Regions from separate parts of the Mus musculus genome. Here regions 1, 2 and 3 are each linked to region 4. A link is a contact called in public HiChIP or PLAC-seq data. All regions are on one chromosome and are shown on one strand. The core of a region is the stretch at or near the end of the contact, and the rest is flanking DNA. Distances in the headings are between cores, read along the strand shown. Region 1 overlaps Rmnd5a (required for meiotic nuclear division 5 homolog A). Region 2 overlaps Gm30582 (a long non-coding RNA gene). Region 3 overlaps Rmnd5a (required for meiotic nuclear division 5 homolog A). Region 4 holds the start of Krcc1 (lysine-rich coiled-coil 1).

What was found. HiChIP or PLAC-seq counts read pairs in DNA pulled down with a chosen protein or histone mark.
Region 1: an H3K4me3 HiChIP or PLAC-seq map of bone marrow-derived macrophages shows a contact between it and region 4, with 4 times the contacts expected there. The contact joins the enhancer-like site here to the promoter of Krcc1 in region 4. A contact is called at or near these places in 6 of 39 promoter capture datasets (the 3T3-L1 cell line, 3T3-L1-derived adipocytes, the HPC-7 cell line and 2 more), 16 of 484 Hi-C or Micro-C datasets (the Ba/F3 cell line, MC3T3-E1-derived osteoblasts, adipose-derived mesenchymal stem cells and 12 more), 19 of 115 datasets of contacts at active chromatin or transcription factors (CD8 T cells, the NIH/3T3 cell line, the SCID.adh cell line and 13 more) and 4 of 9 other capture datasets (adipose tissue, embryonic stem cells, liver and 1 more).
Region 2: a contact with region 4 is called in an H3K4me3 HiChIP or PLAC-seq map of intestinal villus epithelium, with 9 read pairs. The contact joins the enhancer-like site here to the promoter of Krcc1 in region 4. A contact is called at or near these places in 2 of 484 Hi-C or Micro-C datasets (cortical glia and natural killer cells), 4 of 115 datasets of contacts at active chromatin or transcription factors (embryonic stem cells, extraembryonic endoderm stem cells, intestinal villus epithelium and 1 more) and 3 of 9 other capture datasets (adipose tissue, liver and pancreatic islet).
Region 3: a FOXA1 HiChIP or PLAC-seq map of pancreatic cancer cells shows a contact between it and region 4. The contact joins the enhancer-like site here to the promoter of Krcc1 in region 4. A contact is called at or near these places in 14 of 39 promoter capture datasets (the 3T3-L1 cell line, 3T3-L1-derived adipocytes, the C10 cell line and 10 more), 1 of 15 datasets of contacts at CTCF or cohesin (CD8 T cells), 25 of 484 Hi-C or Micro-C datasets (the Ba/F3 cell line, CD8 T cells, the G1E-ER4 cell line and 18 more), 19 of 115 datasets of contacts at active chromatin or transcription factors (CD8 T cells, the NIH/3T3 cell line, the SCID.adh cell line and 13 more) and 3 of 9 other capture datasets (adipose tissue, liver and pancreatic islet).

Annotation. Positions count from the first base shown.
Region 1 is chr6:71,399,968-71,402,737 of GRCm38.p6, reverse strand. All of the region lies in intron 4 of Rmnd5a (required for meiotic nuclear division 5 homolog A), which reads left to right. Among named protein-coding and RNA genes, the nearest start is that of Cd8a, 28 kb to the right of the region's middle. Within about 2 kb of position 1,422, at least 3 of the 459 cell types and tissues checked have an H3K27ac peak or open chromatin away from gene starts, as enhancers often do. A contact at or near this core is called in bone marrow-derived macrophages, where this site is marked.
Region 2 is chr6:71,474,448-71,477,147 of GRCm38.p6, reverse strand. The region is part of intron 1 of Gm30582 (a long non-coding RNA gene); the gene reads left to right. Among named protein-coding and RNA genes, the nearest start is that of Gm30582, 3.4 kb to the left of the region's middle. Within about 2 kb of position 1,342, at least 5 of the 459 cell types and tissues checked have an H3K27ac peak or open chromatin away from gene starts, as enhancers often do. A contact at or near this core is called in intestinal villus epithelium and liver, where this site is marked.
Region 3 is chr6:71,417,743-71,420,442 of GRCm38.p6, reverse strand. The region is part of intron 2 of Rmnd5a (required for meiotic nuclear division 5 homolog A); the gene reads left to right. Among named protein-coding and RNA genes, the nearest start is that of Rmnd5a, 22 kb to the left of the region's middle. Within about 2 kb of position 1,377, at least 71 of the 459 cell types and tissues checked have an H3K27ac peak or open chromatin away from gene starts, as enhancers often do. A contact at or near this core is called in the Ba/F3 cell line, the N1E-115 cell line, the SCID.adh cell line and 8 more, where this site is marked.
Region 4 is chr6:71,270,277-71,273,073 of GRCm38.p6, reverse strand. Krcc1 (lysine-rich coiled-coil 1) reads right to left here and starts at 1,397. Exons shown (of 3, transcript NM_001354706.1): 1 at 1,234-1,397. Mir8112 (microRNA 8112) reads right to left here and starts at 1,403; the gene lies at 1,273-1,403.

The DNA.
Region 1 (2,770 bases), core at 173-2,672, 130 kb before region 4:
TTCTCTCTCTTCTGTGTCTTGTTCTGTTGGTGAGGCTTACCTATGAGGCTTTTATTTGACCTCCTAAATTTTTCATTTTCAATTTTGTCTGAGTTTTAGTTTTTTGTTTCTGCTTTCATGTCTTACAGTGTTTTTATTGTTTCATTCCACTCTTTGTGTTTCCATCGTCTTCACTGAGGCATTTCATACCTTCTTTTAACATACTATACTTGGTATTTTGAAGCTCCTATCTTCTGTGTCAGTTAAATTGCATTTCACAGGCCTACTGCAATAGATTTGTTTCTGGAGGAACAATCCAAATGTTTACTGTTTATATTTGTGTTTGGGGACTTGGATCTAGGTATCTGCAGTTAGGATATTTGAGGTGTTTCTTAGTATAGCTATCTGGTCTTGTCTTTTTTGGGGGGGTGGGTATCCCATGCTTTGGTTGGTGTTGCCCTGTCTGGATCCTAGTTAATTGTGCTGGTATATGATTACTGGCTGAGAGTGCTTTTGTGGGTTGGGTCAGCAGGACACAAAGATGGGATAAGAGGAAAGGCCGGGAGATACAGGCTCAGGACCCTGAGTACACACCAAGATTGCTGATAATACCTTTGAATGAACTGTTGGTGGTCTTTTTGTTTCCACAGTGATGTTAGGAAATTGCTAGCTCTTCCACTGAATTTGATTTGTGGTGTTTTCCATTTTTTGAATTTTAAAGACATTTGGATTATACTATTAATAGCTTCCCATTAAGTTTGTACTTGTAGGGCTGAGTATTGTTAGTCATTCCCAAGAGGGGGAAAAAAATAAGAAGAGTGGTGGAAGTCTTCCACAGGAATATTAGAAGGGAAGGGCATTTGTAGTCTTTAACATGCTGAAAATGGGTATAGTGGTGAGGGCTGTGAGCCTTGGCCAGATGCATTTTTACCAGAAATAGTACCCCATCCAAGTGGCAAATTTAGGAGAGAAGAGGGGAGAGCTAACCATGTGAGTAACATCATGTTATTATGTGTGTGTGTGTGTGTGTGTGTGTGTGTGTGTGTGATGGAAATTATATATACAGAGCCTTAAATATCCCAAACCTTTTCATAGTCTGAGCAGGGTAGAATGCTGCTGTTGGTGCTGTGTGAGTGTCAGTGTGGGCTACTACTGATTAGGTCACCAAGTACCATTATTGGGGGTGGGGGGTCTGATTATGAGAATCCCAAAATTCTTATTTAGAGATTGCAGTGGCTAAAGGGTTGTGATATCTACATATCCTTTGGCAACAGCAAAGTGATGCTAATCTGTGCCCTCTCCCTATTAGGAACCTGTAGTATAAAGTAAAAACCAAGGCAGAGTAGCTTTTGTCTCTTTCAATTTGAATTGAACTGTGAGCAAAAAGCTGACCAGCCCTCAGCTGCATGTGTCCCAAGAGACCTGTGAGTGCTCCAACACAAAATCTGAACTTCCTTAAAGCCTGCAGTCCACTCCTGGGCATATACACAAAGAACCCTGTGTTGCAGGGTGATCTGCACCCCAAGTTATCACTGTAGCTAGGAAATAAAACCAACCTAGTCCAGCAGATAAATGGACCATGATAGTATGTTACATATATAATGTGTAACATTATTCCGCTCTAAAGAAAAGTGAAATTATGAAATTTAAAGGGAAATGCATGAACTTAGAATATATATTAAATATGATCAGCCAGTTTCAGAAAACAAAACATACACTATTTCCCATCCTGCTGATTCTTTAGCATGAACTTTAAATATGACACCATCATGTCACAAAGTCAAGAGGGTGAGTGTACTTGGGTGACATATTTACTTCTGCTTTGTATAAAAGCCTTTACTTTTATTTTTAAAAAAAATTATTTCCTTAATGTGCAGCCTAAATGTTAAAGTTGGTTGAGTCATCGGGAGAAGACTGTAATCTCAGGTCTAGGATCTGGAAAAACATTGTTGGGTTTTTTTTGTTTGTTTTGTTTGTTGTTTGTTTTTGTTTCATCCACTCAAATTGTCATTCATTTATTAGTGTTAGGTGACTTGAGCAAGCTAGTGATAGGGACAAGAGTACTGTTGGGAAATTATTAGATAAGGAAGGTGCTATTGGGTACAATGGAGGAAGAGTTACTCGTATTTTATGTCACCTTTACTTTGTTCTCCCTTCCCCATGTGCCAGGGATCAAGGCAGAGGCCTTGTACATGCTGGGCAAGCGCTCCACCACAGAATATATTCCCAGCTCGGCTTGCTCACATTTTATATTCATACCTGGTTCATGTTCAAGTGGTCCTTGGTGAATTGGGTTAGCTGAAAAATGTCCAAATAAAAGTCAATTAAAGGATAGGCTTTATAGTTGAATATCAAAATGAAGCTTTCTTATCACATTTGTAAAATTTGACTTTAACAGCTGATAAAGTTAAAGTTAAAGATGAATTAGTCCCTCCTTGTGCAGCTGCTGCCTGATCACTCATGGCACTTCAGAGTTTCAGAACAGAACATTATTTCCCTGTGTATAGATATAGTGATAGTATAGCTATACAAATCTTTTTGTCATGAGAGCACATAGTGTATGTATGCTTTTTTTTATCTTCTCAAAGTACTGGGACTCAGTGGTGAGCACTTGTCGCACTTCCAGAAGACCTGGGCTTTGTTCCCAGCACTCACATGATAGATCAAAACTATAACCCCAGTGCAAGGGACCCCAGTGCTCTCCTGTGGCCTTTGAGGGTACGCGACATGCACACGTGCATAATACATGGGACAACACACAAACACACATAAAAGTAAATCCTAAAAAAGA
Region 2 (2,700 bases), core at 93-2,592, 200 kb before region 4:
GCTGAGAGGGGTGTCTCCCCTGAATGTGGGCAATGCCACTCAATAGGCTAAGAGTGCTGCAGAGATAAGGGGTCAGCCAGCTAGCCCAAGCGTCTCTTTTCCTGAACCATTTAATCCGATTACCATCTACCATGGGGAAGTAAACACCACTAGGACTATTGCAAAAGCTCCCCTAGCCAAGACAGACTTCAGAGTATCATGTTCACACTGGTTCTCCATTCTCCTCTGAGGTCGTATCAAGTGCACCAAGGAACCTTCCCTGGAAATGTCTCCCACTCGACCTCCCCTTTTCATTCATCTTTCTTTTCTGTGATATTTATTTTGTGTGTGCACACGTAGCACATATGTGGAGGTTAGAAGACAGCATCCAGGAACCAGGGCTTGCCTTCCACTACCTGGGTCCTGGGGATCAAGCTGAGGTCATCAGCTTGGCAGCTGTGCCTTTAGCCCTTGAGCCATTGAATGACTGTCATTGACCTTATGGTTTGTCATACCTTAGCATTTCTTCCAACTACTTCCACAAACACCTCCCCTCTGCTCCCCTTGTGTCTAGTTCAGAGCCATCCTTCCTTTCTGCTCCTCCTCTCTCTCTCCACTTCCTGAAGCTACAGATTGCAGTTCCCTGTTCACCTATTTCTCCTCTTGACTTTTGTGTCTCAGCTCACAACACACCCAGGATTTCCTTCTTACTTCCCTAGAGCTAACCCACTAGCAGCGACCTCAACCTGTGGCATTTCCATTTCTGAAACTCCATCTTGTTTCAATCCATACCTAAAAGCCACCTGCGAAGTCTTAACCATGTAGTTATGCAACCCTGGCTATATGCACTGTGTTTGTACTATTCTTCTTCCAACTGTGTATGTATGGAGACAATTTGAATGCCATAATATAGGGACAGGGAGCCCAGCCAGGCCAGGAGTCTGGACTTACAGGCAGTTGTAAGCCACCTGGCATGGGTGCTGAGAACTGAACAGGTCCTCCCTCTGGAACAGCAGTAAGTTCTCTATAACTGCTGAGCCATCTCTCCAGCCCACAGAGCAGAAAGTTTTATGGAGACACTTTTCCAGAGATGTTCAGAGGGTATCTCTTGAGTACTTGACCACATATAGATCAATGTGTGCATGAGAAAGAATTTCCCAAGCTGGATGAAGAGCCACTAAAAGGAATAGATATATCAGTAACTGGAATTCACGCAGAAATGAGAATAAGGCTTTTCCCCCACAGACTAGGGAGGGAAAGTTTATTATTTATAAGACCTTGGCTAACATACAAAGTGTCACCTCATTGGGAGAGTAACTAGCTTTAATGTCTGCACTGGTCTGCTCTCACCTGACAGATCAGGAAGGCAAGGTCCAAAGTATCACTGTTCCAAAGTAACAGTTACACACCAGAGCAGAGCTTGCTAGTATGTTTATCAGCTTTTTATCACTGCAACAAACATTGGAAATGATCTTACAAAGAGAAAAAAATTACTTGGCTCAAGAGTTGAGAGGATTTCGCCGCCAATGGTGGTTGGCTTTGAATCTATGATGAGGTAGTTTAGCAGCAACGACATGTGGCAAGAAAAAGCTCATTGCTAGGAAGAAAAGAGGAGGCCAGAACTTAGTGTCCTCCTCTGCCCTTCTCTACCTTACCATCATTTGTTGGAGTCATAATCTCTTTTGAGGGTACACCCTCAATGACCTAAAGACACCCTCTCACTGGACCTGTCTATTAAAGGACCCACCATATCCAAATAGCTTCACCTGGGTCCAAGCCTTTAAGATACAGATCATCCAATCTTAGCATCTGAAAAATAGTCATGAAAACAAAGCTTGACAGTAGTCAGAAAGGCACATTACATGCAGAGGCACATTTATAAGGGCAACTTCAGATTTATTGTAAAAATTTTTAATTTAATGTGATAAACAAGGGCTGGGGATAAAATATCAATGTCAATGGGTAAAAGCACTTGACACATAAGCATAAGGACCTGAGTTTGAATCTCCAGAACTCATTAAAGGTCAGTACAGCAGCAAGTGTCTATAATTCCTGTCCTCTTAAGACAAGATGGGAGGCAGGCATAGGAGAATCCATAGAAGTCTGTGGGCCAGATAGGCTGCCATTCATGAACGAAAACAACAAAAGAGAGCTGTCTCTAAGGATGTGTAGAAGCAAGAACCAACACCCAAAGTTGTAGTCCACTCATGCACCATTATGTGGACATTCTGTGGCATGCATGCACCCAATTACACACATGAAAATGCACATAGACATGCACACACAGTATGGGACAATAGTACACATACATACAATTTTATAAATTACTTTCTTCACTTAGAAATGTATTCTGCTCTTTCATTCCTGTAACACCATTCATCCGTGTTTAGCTATATCATAATCTATGCAACCAAACCTCTAATCTTTCAGATGGACATTTTCAATATTTGGAATTCCAATGGGCATTGCCAACCATCTTTGATTCTCTTACATGATCCCACAAGTTATCATAACTGATCATTTTCTTAGGAGAAATTCTATAAAAAATATTTTTAACCAAAGGGCAGGAATATTTAAAATATTTTTGATATATTCTATTACCCATCAAAGAAGTTATACATCCCTCACCATCACTGCACATACTTTTTTTTTTCAAAATATACTCCATAAGTGTAGAGCAAGCATGAAGATCATATATATTCTGTGACCCTTTTTTATCCG
Region 3 (2,700 bases), core at 128-2,627, 150 kb before region 4:
GTAATAGGATGTCAAAAAAGATAGTGTTGGCATCTAGAGTCCACCTACGCTTCTGCTTCTGCTACACTACCAGGCTCATTTCCCAGCCATAGCTTGTGAAGGACTGTGGTCTAGCATATGCTAAGTACAGGTTTATTTCCTCATAGGTTTTGAACCTTAGCATCAGCTTTACAGGGTGTTGCCAGACTTTCCCCTTAGGGTTTATACCAGTTTACAGTCCTGTTCAGCACACCTGGGGCAGTGCTGTTCCCTCTTTTCTCATCACATTTGCAATGGCCAGATAGTAACCAGGTGGGTGTGAAATAGTGTCTGGTCAGACTCACCTTGCCTTTCCTGTGTTTTGAAGTGGAGCATCTTTTCACATGTTAACATTAGGATGACTTCTTGTGAATTTCATATTCTTTTGCCCATGGTTTCCTCTTAGATTGGCTGTCTGTCTTTTCAGTTGGAGGTTGCTTCAATACTCTTTGTGAGTTGAATATGAAGTAGTGATTTCTCTCAATCCAGGTCTCCTTACTCTGTTGAGAGTCCTTTGGAGTTTGCTTTGTCTTACTAACCCAGATTAACTAGATGCTGAGAAAGAACCAGTTCCTTGTAGGTCCAACAGTAACCAATTGTTGGGTTCATATGCCAGTTTTTCATAAGTAGATGGGAAGCTTAGAAATAACACTGAGAATTGGCACTTAGGAATTAAAGCAAATACTGTTTTACAATGGACTGCTCAGTAACTGTGATTCACGAATGCATTTAGGTGAGCAATAAAAACTACTCTTTAAACCTACCTGATTGTATATATGAAGTGGTTAAAGAGATAGCATATATAGGCTGTAATTTAGTTCTCATGACTTCTCTACCCTTCAGTCTCTTAAGTTTAGTATGTTGTGGTTTTCTTTTTCCAAGCTTTATTGTGTCCTGCATAAATGGACACACTTTGTTGTCCTTTTTTGGTTCTTGTTTGACTCCTTCTCCCAGTGTAAGATCATCATGCCAGGCTTCTCTTTGCTTTATTGTTTGTTTTTCAAGACAGGGTTTCTCTGGGTAAACCTGGCTATCCTGTAACTCATTCTGTAGACCAGCAGGGCCTGAAACTCAGAGATTTGCCAGCCTCAGCCTACCAATATTGGAATTAAAGGTATGTGCCACCATGCCTGGCATATTGTTTGCTTTTAGTTTGCTGTGTAACCCAGGCTGACACTGAACTCAGGATCCTCAGGCCTCTGCTTCCTAAATGGTATGTAACTCTCATTGTTTTACAAATATGAAAGGGAAAAGTCAAGCATGTGGTGCTAATAATAGAGGTGTTTCTTCACATAGTGCCTCTGCTGGTTTACCGTGTTGTTGATTTCCTGGCTAGCCATGTAAATGTGTTTGGTCACCTAGTAACAGAAGCTGGAAGCAATGCCAGCTCTGATGCAACACTGAGTAAGAACCTACAGTTACCACAAAGGGAGTTGACTTGTATTTCATCCCTCAACATCCATTTATATTTTGGCTTTAATTTTTATTACGTGCAACGAGAACATAAACTGTAAAAGGGTTTCTTGTCTTCCTTAATTGCTTAAAATGAAAGAATAGATAGTTGAAGGGAGTTTAGAAACATGTATTCTTCTGTCCAAGACCGCAACTATGTTAGAAAGTTTCACTGTGGTTAAAGATAATCCTACTGGAAAGGGTGTTCTGTTTTTCTTACCTATGTAGTAGTAACCATAGAAGGCTTTGTGAAGGGAAAGTGAAGATGTGAAGGGCATCCTTGTAAAACTCCATACATACCACTGTTTAAATGCTAGACTTTTAAAAGGTTTCTCAATAAGCATTTATTTTTTGGTATATATCTCAAGGAAATTAATTATCCAAAGAATTGTATTATTTGAACAGATAGTGTTAGTGGTAACTGTTAGATTATTTTAAAAGCAGCTGTAGAGAAAAAAGGCAGAAGGAAAGAAAGGCTTGGTCTGACCTTAGGCAGTGTGATGGTTTCCATATGCTCATCCCAGAAAGTGGCACTATTAGAAGGTGTGGCCCTGTTGGAGTAGGTATGGCTTTGTTGGAGTAGGTGTGTTACTGTGAATGTGGCCTTTAAGATCCTCATCCTAGCTACCTGGAAGCCAGTATTCTGCTAGTAGCCTTCAGGTGAAGATGTAGAATTCTCAGCTCCTCCTGCACCATGCCTGCCTGGATCCTGCCATGCTCCTGCCTTGAAGATAATGGACTGAACCTATGAACCTGTAAGCCAGCCCCAATTAAATGTTGTCCTTATAAGAGTTGCCTTGGTCATGGTGTCTGTTCACAGCAGTAAAACCCTAAGACATGTCTATTCACTGCATGAATATTCACTATTACCCACATGTTTGAATGGCCAGAATGCCTACAGAGGAAGATGGGATGTGGAAATGACTTCCATAGTCCTCAAGAGAAGCTGGGAGGTATAGTCCTTCAGCAGGAAGCTACCAGTAACTATTAAAATTCTGATTGTATGTTATGGAGTCTGTATACTTAGTCTCTGCACTTGTAAGGAAGGCAGGGTGTCAAGAGTTCAAGATCATCTTTATTACATTGTGTTTGAGGCCACCTTAGCTACATAAAACCCTGTTTCTAAAAACAAGCAAACTGATAATATATATTAACGAGTAAAGATATCTTTGAAAGCATTTTTTATTTTCCGTGGTGGTTTTCTTTCTTTCCTAGTGAATTAAATCGCTG
Region 4 (2,797 bases), core at 148-2,647:
CCTCCATCCATAAAAAGCGACTTAAATCACAATTTAACACGGTGCCCAGTGTCAAGTGCCTGGGACACCCCTGCCACACTTTAAGGAAAAGCTCTGGCTGTCAGGTTTACTGTTTATTTTAGCCCTCAACAGATGACACGCCTCCGTGTTTGTGATGCTGGGGTCTAAGGAGTTCTACCCACAGTAGAGCTCACTCTTAAAAAGCTAACAAATTCTGCCCGGTCCCAGGCCATTTTTGTTTTTTTTCCTGAGGTAGTGTTTCACTCTATAGCTCGTGCTGGCTAGGAATTCTCATGTAGACCAGGATGGCCTCTGCCCCTCCACTGCTAGGGATTTAAGGCGCTCAGCACCACGCCCAACAAAGACTCTAACTATCCCCTCATTTTAAGCTTATTTCCCACAGCTCAGCGGTCTTTCAGAGTCTATAGAAGCAATTCTTTGAAATGTAACTGGGATGAAGGAGGCGCCTAACTTCCTAGTTCTCAGCCGGCAGAAGCAATGCCTAACCCTTGGGGAGTTTTCACCTCTCCTGTCTACTTCAGGCCTTCTCTCCTTACACTTTTTTTTAAAGGCCAAAGTCACTCGGAGCACTCCAGAACACAGCTCAGTTCTGCTCCTAGTCAGTAGGGTTGGAATAAAATCTTGCTTCTCGCCACTCTCACACTGGTCAAAAAATGCTAAAACTCGGGTTACTACGGTCAAGAGACGTCTGGACATTTTTTTCTAACTCGTCTTCCTGGCAATCCAGAAGCCTAGAAAAGCTTCGGGGTGATCCGTCCCCTCCACCTCACCTCTCCTCTTCCTTGAGGAAACCTGGAAGCTCCCACCCTCCTGTCCAGAGCTCCCTAATTCCCCACTCATGCCTGTCGCTAAGTGGCCTGCTGGGAAGTCTCCTGTCCACGCTCCTGCACCAAACCGAGGCTGCTCTCTCCCGGGGTCGCTGGAGGACGGGGATTCCTCACTGAACCCCCACTGCCCTCGGCTCGGCCGCCTCTTCTCCTAGCCCCCTCGGACCTCGGCTTCCTCGCCAGGCCGTGAGGTCCCTCGGCCATGGCGCCGCGGATGCTGAGGGGTTCTGAGGAGAGAGTCAGGCGCTCCGAGGGGGGCCGCGCCCGGCTCTCGTCGGCCATTTCGAAGGCGCGGCGGGGCGGGGCCGGGGCGCTCGGCCTTCACCAGGCCGCGGGAGTTGAGGGCTGGAGCTCGGGCCGCCCCCGCCGCCGGGCGGGAACTCACCTTCTCTGAGGCAGGGGCGGGCGTCTACAACTACTGTCCCCCTCCCCGCCAACAACGCCGGCCGGGGGTCAGAGGCTGCGGTGGAGGTGGCGGAGAGGCAGAGACACCGCTGCCGCCGCCGCCGCCTCCGCCGCAGAGCAGGCGGGGTGGGAGGGGGGGAGGAGGCGGAGACCTGACTTCCTGAGGGGAAGTCGCCGCCACCACCCGCGGCTGACTGGACAGCGCCAGCGCCATGGCGGCGGGGGCGCGCAGGTGCGCGTGCGCAGCAGGGCGGCCGAGCCCTCGGGAAATTTTCTAGCCCCGCCCTCCATGTGTGCTCCGCCCCTTCCCGCCATTTCGGACTAACCGGCTCTGTCCGTGTGGGTAGGAGCTTGGGTGTCGGTCCTTCTTGCCATTGGAGGAAAGAAACCTAGTGACGAGGTTCAGCCCGGAAGCCAAAGTGAGTCTGGAAATGTATGGATCCACCGGCCAAAATATCTAAGAAACGCACATCTGCCTTTCCTCTTTCTTGTGCTCTTATATTAAGACTAAATATTAAGCACCATCCCTGCTCATGGTACGTTGCTAGCTAGCATAGTCCATAAATTCCCTCTTAGATTATACACGTTCGTGCATAGTATTCCTCAAAGCACACACACGGTATGCTCACCATACACGCTCCTATTACATAGATACAACATCACACAGGTACTACTAAAGTATATTTTAGTTTTCTTTACATGGTCATTATTTTGTGTGGAGCGGAGTGAGGGTGGGGCTCCTTTTACCTTATGCACCCCAGAAGTCGAACTCAGCTTCTGGGGCTTGGCAGCACACCGACCCATGTGTAATAGGGTCTTACTTTAGCTCAGGCTGGTCCCAAGCATGGATTGAAGTAATCACTTAAAAACCTCAGATGGACTGAGAAGCCCAGAGTTGACTGTTGACTGCTGAAGCTTCTGATAAGGAGATCCACATACCAGACCCGCTAGCCTCTCCCACTTCCTGACTGCAGGGGAACTGACCTGCAAATGGAATCTTCCAACCCCAAAGCTCCCTCCCTCCGCCTCCCCCCCCCCCTTTCAGTCCTACAAAACCCAACCCCTTACTCCCCAACACGTGCCACTTGGGCATAGTCTCACTTCCCTGAGAGACTGCAGCCCTTCAGTTCTGATTAAAGATCAGTTCTGTTTCAGGAGATGTCTGTCTACCCTTCATTTCCACTCGCCTTCACCAATCCCTTTCTATCATCTCTCAGTCTCGCAAGGGCTGAAATTTAACGAGTGAGCCAGGAAGCTCCACTAGGGTCTTTGGTTTTTAAAGCCGAAGACTGCTTTACTCCCAGGCTGGCCTGGAATACAGGATCCTTCTACCTCAGACTCCCAAGTGCTGGAATTAGAAGCCCCTTCACCCACTGGACCATGTTAAAGGCCCTGCTTCCGGTTAATACTACACTACTGTGTAAGTCAACAGGCTGCACTTGCTTCCGTTGCCAAGCATTGCCACTCCCCGACTGCCTAATAAACTCCGTCCGTAAAAGGCTTCACACAGAGACAAGCAGTCCATTAATGATTCCACGCTTATT